Regions from separate parts of the Gossypium arboreum genome. Here region 2 is linked to region 1. The links are chromatin contacts, called in public Hi-C maps. All regions are on one chromosome and are shown on one strand. Each heading gives the region's core, a stretch centred on a gene start, on an enhancer-like site or on the middle of the called end of the contact. The rest is flanking DNA. Distances are from core to core; before and after follow the strand shown. Region 1 holds the start of LOC108457870 (vacuolar protein-sorting-associated protein 37 homolog 1). Region 2 holds the start of LOC108458486 (probable 2-oxoglutarate-dependent dioxygenase SLC1).

Region 1 (4,098 bases), core at 1,121-3,620:
CTTAACAGTCAAATGTTTCGAGTTTGAGCTCATCCCTTGTCCCCCAAATGTTTTGATTTTAGGATTAGCAATAGGCTATCTCATCAAACTCAGCAGTTAATCAAAACACTAGTTTATGCTATAGACTAAAGCCAAACCATATGACTTGAGACTAGAGGAGAGATCCACAAACCAAGAACACATGACAAGGCGCAAAGAAAGAAAAACAAAAAGAGCATAATTCTTCATTTGAAAAGGTGAGATCAAATAAAATAAGCTCAATTTTTTACTACTCACATTGTTTTGGATTTTAACCTGGTCAACTGATAGTAAGAACTGATTGTAAGCATCCTTGTCAGACAAAAGCTTCCGTAATTCATCAACACTAAGAAAATAAGAGAGTGATTAGGAGTTGCAAGATGCGCTATTAATTAAAACAAGCATTTTTACTTCTGTAAGTACCCAACATTTAAGAAGCCACAAATGCAAATAATAAAAAAGGGAAGATGGATAAAATGAATAAAAGAGCATAATCGATCATTAGTAAAGCACAAAAGCAATAAGGAATAAGAATCTTAAATTTCTTTCATAGAAGGAAATGAAGATTTCCTTGCCAATAGCAAGGTGGACTGGAGTGCAAAAACCAGACATCTAACCTTTTGTCCTTTAAAAGAGCAATGATTCCTGCAGCTTCAGAGGGTGAAACTTGCGAGGGAGAATGTGGCCTTTCTGAAGGCCTCTGTAAGTTGAAGCTGTTAGATGCACTGCTACCTGGCGTTGAAGGCCGGGAAGAATTTGTGGAGCTAACACCAGGAGGAGGATACCAAGAATGTGAAGAACCCTCTTGTGGACGTGGCTGAGCTTGTTGCTCCTGTGAACCCCTGCATCATGATCAAAATTTTAGTGCAACCAAATATAAATGTCACAAAGCATGTGAGTGAAAAAAATAAAAAACTCCAGCTGAAGTTAGAAATATCGCTATCAAGTTTTAACTTTTGATCATTACTGCACAAGTACAACTACAACACAACTTTAGTGGCTTCACAGCATTTAGAAATGCCATTTTCTCATTTGGCATTGTTGCTATTGCAGCAATTAGAAAAACGTTGGTCCAAGTGCACTTAAGATTGTATTTTCCTCTGATTTAAGGGTTTGGGATTTTGAGTAGTAGTAGTAGGAATAGTATTAAACAATGATACAATTTATTGACCATTTGACAGAGTTACCCCTATTGAGATAATCCAACATAAGGCGCATATACTGCCGGAGCATATTAAAACGACAGGGTAATAGCACCAAAAACGCATGAAGCATGTCCACAGTTGCCCTCACATGATGAGCAATTAAGAGATGCTCTATGTAAACCCAACTTCATGAAACATGTCCACAATTTAGACTTGCCCTAACATGATGAGCAATTAAGAGATGCTCTATGTAAAACCAGCATCATGAAACATGTCTACACTTTAGACTTGCCCTAACATGATGAGCAATTAAGATGTGCTCATCTGAAATCCAACTTCATGAAAATAGATATTACCGACTAAATCCCACATTTATTCTATTTCATACAACAGCCAAAAGGAGGAAGAAGAGCGGACACTTTTGGTTTAGCTGCAGTTTCTGAAACATGTTTATCACTTTAAAAAAAATACAATAACCCAGCTTTCCTTTAGCACAAATTTTAGTTTCTTTGATGATCGAACAGCCTCTTAATACGCCCAAAAGGAAGGAAACGGTGATTCTAAAAATACAATACACATTAAAATTCCAAAGAAAAAAGAATTAATAGGAAAAAAATTTCCCAAAATCCAGCAAACCCACAATTATATTAATAAAAAGAAATTCTGAAGAAAGTTCGATCGAAGTCACAAATCCAAGTGAAATTAGTCAAATTCGCAGGCAATTTATATAAGAAACCCCCCTCAAAATAAGGCTGAATCGGAAAAAAAACGAAATAATAGAATCCAATAATCCAAATAAATCAATAGAGATTAAAGAGGTAACAAAGAAAACATACCAGAACCTGAACATAGCTCGCAAGCGGGTGGCTTGTTGATCGTTGGATAATCAATCAACCCAATAAATAGAAACCAAAAAAAAAATGAAAAACAGCGTTAGAGTCGTAGACGAAGAAAAGATTATTTGTTCCTTACAGAGTAAGAAAATATTATTTCGGATTTTTAATTAAAAAGAAACTGAGTCTAAGAGATTATATTTAAGGAGGTCTAAAATCAACGAGACAAAAGTTTTTTTAGTTCTTAAAAAAAAAAAAACAGTTTTAGGTACATTTGGTGGGTTATTATTGGTTTTGGACACCGACGATGAAGCATCTGAGTAGAAGAAACTTGTTGAAAAACAATTAATCTTAAAATATGTTATAAATTTAAAATTTATATTTAGAAAACTTTTTTTTTGAAAATTAATAACAGAACAACAAACATGATTAGTACGGTTTGAACTCAAGTCACATTGAGACAATAGCACTTTTAATCATTAGATCATCATATGGGTTCTTAATTTTAAAAATTTAATCTATTTAATTTTAAAATTATAAAATTCAAGTGGAATTGTTAACACTATATTTTTTATACTAACAAAAAAATAACAGTATTATTAATACTAGATGTGAATTCAAAAATATAAAAAATAAAATAAAAAACTTAAAATGATTAAATTTTAAATTTATAAAAATTACAATAACCTATTACATCTTTTAAAAAAAATTGGAAAATTCAGAAAAAACTTTCTTTTAAGCTTTAATGGGATCTGATCATCATCTTCTGATTTCGTTAATGTATAATTTGACTAATATATGAAAAAGTTCCTTATTGTTTAATTTAACTCTTATATTATTTTTGTAGTTAAATAAATTCCATAATTCTTTTACTTATAGAAGTTCTTTTGAAATTTTAAATTAATTTATATTTTATGCGAATGTGAATTTAATGAGAATAATTTATTAAATAAAAATCAAATTTTGAAAGGAAATTAAAAATTTTTAGGATGCTTATATACATAATACAATTAATTTTTTTAAAATACTTATCACTCTTTTAAGTTTTATATTAATATTAAAAGTGCATATAATTTTTATTGTATGCTCAAATATTTTGTTTCATTAATACTTTTCGAGAAAAGATATGAGAATGTAGTAATGAATTCTATCATTACAGATAGAAAATATTTATCTTATTCAGACTGAAACAAACAAATATTATTACAATATTTGATAATACAAAATTAGTTGAAAGCTTTAGAAAAGCTAATATATCAATATTAAAAAGTACAAAATTTGTGATGGTTAATCCATTAATTTTCAAATATATTCACTATTATGGATATCATATTGAGATTGTGAATAAGAAAATATTATATTTTATATGAATCAATGGAGGATTGAGTTATTGATTACTCTTGTTATTAAATTGAATTAACTTTGTAATGAGCCAAAATTACCCGGCCCAAATCACTAAATAACAAACCCAATACAAACCCCAAACTAACCCAAAACCTTAAGCCCAATACTATGGCCCAAATTTTTTTTTCAGAAACAGCAAACCCTAGCACTTAGGCACTCCCTTTGGCCGGCGCCGCCTCCACCCTCACACCACACCCGCATTTCGCGCCTCCACGTTCGCTCCATGTAGGTGTTACGCTCGCGCCTCCATACCTACGAAAAACTAGGAAGCAGTACCAGAAAGTGCAACGAAATAGGAGTAAGTTGTTTTGTTTTTTTTCCTTTTCAGCTATAAAGGCCGAAACAAAATCATTGTAAAAGGGGAGACGAAATACAAAAGATACATAAAATCAATTGCAAAGAAATAAGTGCAAAGGAAATTTAAAAGGTGATCCTTCAGTTCATTCTTTTCGTTTTTTTTATTTCTTTCCATACATACGAAAATATAAAAAAGGAAAAGGAGAAAGATCTTACCTGAACCCACCGTCGTGGCGCCGGAGAAGCCCTCTCTAAAATCGAAGCTTGGCTCAAAATGGCGGTTGAGCTGCTTCTCTTTGATCTGTCGAAGAAGAACAAGGGGTGGTTCAAAGATGGAATATCCTTTGTTTTTAAGCAGTAAATGAGTTTTAATGATTTTTTTTTTGGTTAAAAAAGAAACA
Region 2 (3,938 bases), core at 173-2,672, 540 kb after region 1:
TTCAAAATTTTAAAATAATATTTTCACAAAAAAAAAATGGTCAAAAGTATGTATAGCGTAACAAGGAGATGAGCGTCCATCAAATAACTGTATCAAACTTGTAAACCATAAACCCTAGTGGTTTCTTAATTATATATTAATAATCCATTGCTATTTTGACGAAATTTACGTGTAAATGAGTTGCTTATTGGTTGATCGGTTGATCCTACGTATAGTCACGAGCATGAACTGTATTTGTAATTCATAGAGTTTATATTATATGTCTGTAAAATAATTTAGTTTAAACCAATGCGAAACAAGTTTTTTATATTGTATGTTATGAAAAATAATTAAAATAAGTGATACCACAACTTGTCAACTCTATGTTTTGATGTCGACAACCTTTTTCTCCCTTTTTTGTAAGCTTATGTGTCGTCGTGTTTTGTTTTGGAATTTTCGAAAATAATTCGTAAATTCATTTGTTTTATTGTTTTCGAACTTGTGTGCAAAAACAACAGCCAGCAAAACGCATTGTAGCTGTGTCGATCGAATCCAAAACTTGATGGGCTTTTTCTTAGGGGACCATTAAAAGGGAGAGTAGTCAATTTACACCGATACAATATTTATTAGCTTCACAGGCTTGTACGATTTCGTATATGAATATGGATACCAAACCCATCTATAGGTTTAGAGTTTAAATTTTATAAGTAGATAAAATAATATTAAATTATTTAGAAATTCGATCTAACTTAGGAATGAAAGGTTAAAATCACAAGTGATGCTGTAAATGGTTGAGAAAACATATCTCTAATTTAATTTCTTCACATAGGTATCTTTAAGTTAGACATAAGATTGAGCTCTTAACAGAGAAAACTAGTGGTGTGGTAATAATTAAAGGTATAACTTGTTCTTTGACCAAGAATAAACCCAAACTCAAAATAAAAAATTTCCTAAATGAAGAGAAATCATATTCATTTGTAGTGAGCGAAGATAGGAAAGGGACCCCACTGACGATGAGCTGCATGCAAAAAGTCAGAGGCATGAGACAGATGAGAAAGAGTTATATTATTTGTCTAAATGTGAATTTAATTAAATAGATTATAGTATATAATTAAGTTTACTATTTAAAATTTGATAATGATATTTATATTAAATAAAAGAATTTCTTTAAGTTGTAAAACCAAACAAATTACCAAGTTAATAGTAATGAGGAGGCAATAGATGATTTGACTGATTAATTATTAGTAGAATTTTGTAGTCCTTACTTTCCTTTATGATTTTGACTCATTATTTGTCAACGGTTTTGGTTTACATAATGGAAGCAGTCAGTTCCTGGGATCCATAAATCCGAATCCGGTTTTTTCCCCAAAACTTGCTTCTGTAGTCTTCCCTTCCCTCCATTCTCTCCTATAAATACATCAAACTCCAAACCCCCCCCCCCCCTCGTTCATTCACATCCCTATTCCCTCCCACTTGCTTCATTTCCTTTGTTTATTAGGTGGTTACTCGGTCTTTCTTCATTTCTCTCATATTCATATGCAAACATTAACTTATATTGTGAATTATTTTTGGTTGTTGTTATGAACAGGGAATTCATGTGTCCCTCTGCAATGGCACTAACTAACGATGATGAGTTCCAGAAAGGAGTGAAGCATCTTTTCGAAAATGGAGTTAGCAAACTTCCCAACAAGTACATATTGCCAGTTTCGGATCGACCCAAAGTAGATAAAGAGCATCCAAATGCAACTAAGTCTAGTCTTAAACTGCCTGTAATCGATTTTGCTGAATTACAAGGCCCGAATCGGTCCGAAGTCCTCAACTCCCTCTCCTCCGCTTGCGAAGAATATGGATTCTTTCAGGTGGTGAATCACGGTATCCCCATTGAAGCTATAAGAAGCATGATCGATGTGAGTACCAGGTTCTTCGGTCTCCCGTACGAGGAAAGAGCAAAGTACATGTCATCCGACATGACCTCGCCTGTTCGATATGGGACTAGCTTAAACCAGAGAAAAGATTCAGTGTTCTGTTGGAGAGATTTCTTAAAGCTTGTCTGCCATCCATTGTCGGATGTTCTCCCTCATTGGCCATCCTGTCCCATGGACTTCAGGGAAGTGGCGGCTACCTACGCAAGAGAAACCAAGTGGTTGTTTATAAGGATCACGGAGGCCATCCTGGAGAGCCTGGGCCTGTGGGGTGCCACCACTGAGGAAAAGACAGAAGAAGATGATGAAATACTAAAGCAGTTCCATGATGGAAGCCAGCTAATGGTGGTTAACTGTTTCCCTCCCTGCCCTGAACCTGACCTCACCTTAGGAATGCCACCACACTCGGATTACGGTTTCTTGACCCTTCTTCTCCAGGATGAAGTCGAGGGTTTACAAATCCAATACAAAGGCAAATGGATCACTGTTGAACCTATGCCCAATTCCTTCGTGGTTAACGTCGGTGATCACCTTGAGGTGACCTCTAATTTCAACTCATTTAGCAACGTGGCTTATGTTATATGATTACTGAGTTTGGTTTGCGTTATTTGCAGATATTTAGCAACGGAAGATACAAAAGTGTGCTGCACAGAGTATTTGTGAACCCAGCAAAGCCACGACTATCGGTGGCCTCACTGCACAGTCTGCCTTTCAATTGCATGGTTGGACCATCACCTAAACTGATTGACCAAGTAAATCCACGGCGTTATAAAGATACAGATTTTGCCACTTTCCTTGAATACATTTCATCTTGTGAGCCCAAGAAAAAGAATTTCTTGGAGTCTAGGAAATTGACATGAGCCCAGAAATTGGAAAGAAAACAATGTGTGTTGACTTTTGTTATAGCATATTACCAATTAATTATTAGGTAGACAGTATTAGTTGAAATGCATGTATATTGTTTAATTTGAATTTATATTTTGTTTTGTTTTCTTTAGGTCAACTATAATGTGAGAAAAAAAAAAAAAACCTTAGCCTGCCTTTACTCTACGTTATAAATGCTAGGTTCCAGAAATAAAGACCAAAGACAAATGGGGAGTTGTACTATCAAACATAATAAAATGTATTCATAAGCATGGATAATATCGAAAGATTTAATTGGTTTAATTCTCTTGTTTTCACCCAAATTTACAAAAATAGAGATATAAGTGAAAATAAATTAAATAATGTTTATTATTACTAAGTTTATGCATTATGGTCAAGATGAAAAAATTACTGTGTAAATGGATTTGTAGTTTAACCTCGTTAATTATAAGATTAAAATGATTTTTTCTGATTTTATTACTTTAATTATTCTTTCTTTCAAAAATTTCAAAATTATATGTAACTTTGTTTCAATATGTAATTTGATACATGAATTTTAATTTGGTGTAATCATACACATGAAACCTTGATTGCATTTCAAATGTATACATGAGATTTTAATTTTGATCAATCATGCACATTTAAAAAATAAATATATTAATATATTTTTATATTGGATAAATATAATTATTTGTATATGTAATATATAAATATAAAATAATACTATCTTACTAATTGTGTTAATAATTTATAATAATCAGATCAATTCAAAATTTTATGTATAAAATTAAACAAAATTAAAATTTATATATAAAATTACACATTAAACCAAAGTAAATTAATTTTTTGTCTTGAAACAAACTCATTAACGTATATAAAATGTTAGTAATTACCTAAATGCAAAAAAAAAAAGGAAAAAGCTAAATAAATAGGCTATTTTAAACACTGTTAATCCGAACCCCAAAACATCATTACAACAACATTCAAGTGGAAGCCTTGAATTAAAATCCGAATTATATATATTTAAAAATATCAAAAGAATGATTAAATAACAATAATCATGAGCATCCATTATTAAAAGATTAGTCATTGTTATTACTGATAAATACGTATTTTACTTATGATTAAAAAGAATATCAATAATCATAATTAATTATTACAAAACATGATTAG

The links. Hi-C and Micro-C count contacts between places; a contact is called where the count stands out from the background.
Region 2: a contact with region 1 is called in a Hi-C map of leaf, with 3 times the contacts expected there. The contact joins the promoter of LOC108458486 here to the promoter of LOC108457870 in region 1. A contact is called at or near these places in 2 of 5 Hi-C or Micro-C datasets (both in leaf).

The regions. Positions count from the first base shown.
Region 1 is chr4:94,671,256-94,675,353 of ASM2569848v2, forward strand. It overlaps LOC108457870 (vacuolar protein-sorting-associated protein 37 homolog 1), which reads right to left and starts at 2,371. Exons shown (of 7, transcript XM_017757056.2): 1 at 2,000-2,371; 2 at 636-860; 3 at 277-364. The coding sequence starts at 2,013. LOC108459605 (a long non-coding RNA gene) reads right to left here. Exons shown (of 2, transcript XR_001867387.2): 1 at 3,914-4,098; 2 at 3,384-3,662.
Region 2 is chr4:95,211,456-95,215,393 of ASM2569848v2, forward strand. It overlaps LOC108458486 (probable 2-oxoglutarate-dependent dioxygenase SLC1), which reads left to right and starts at 1,423. Exons shown (of 3, transcript XM_017757907.2): 1 at 1,423-1,477; 2 at 1,568-2,438; 3 at 2,516-3,068. The coding sequence starts at 1,575. The coding sequence ends at 2,761.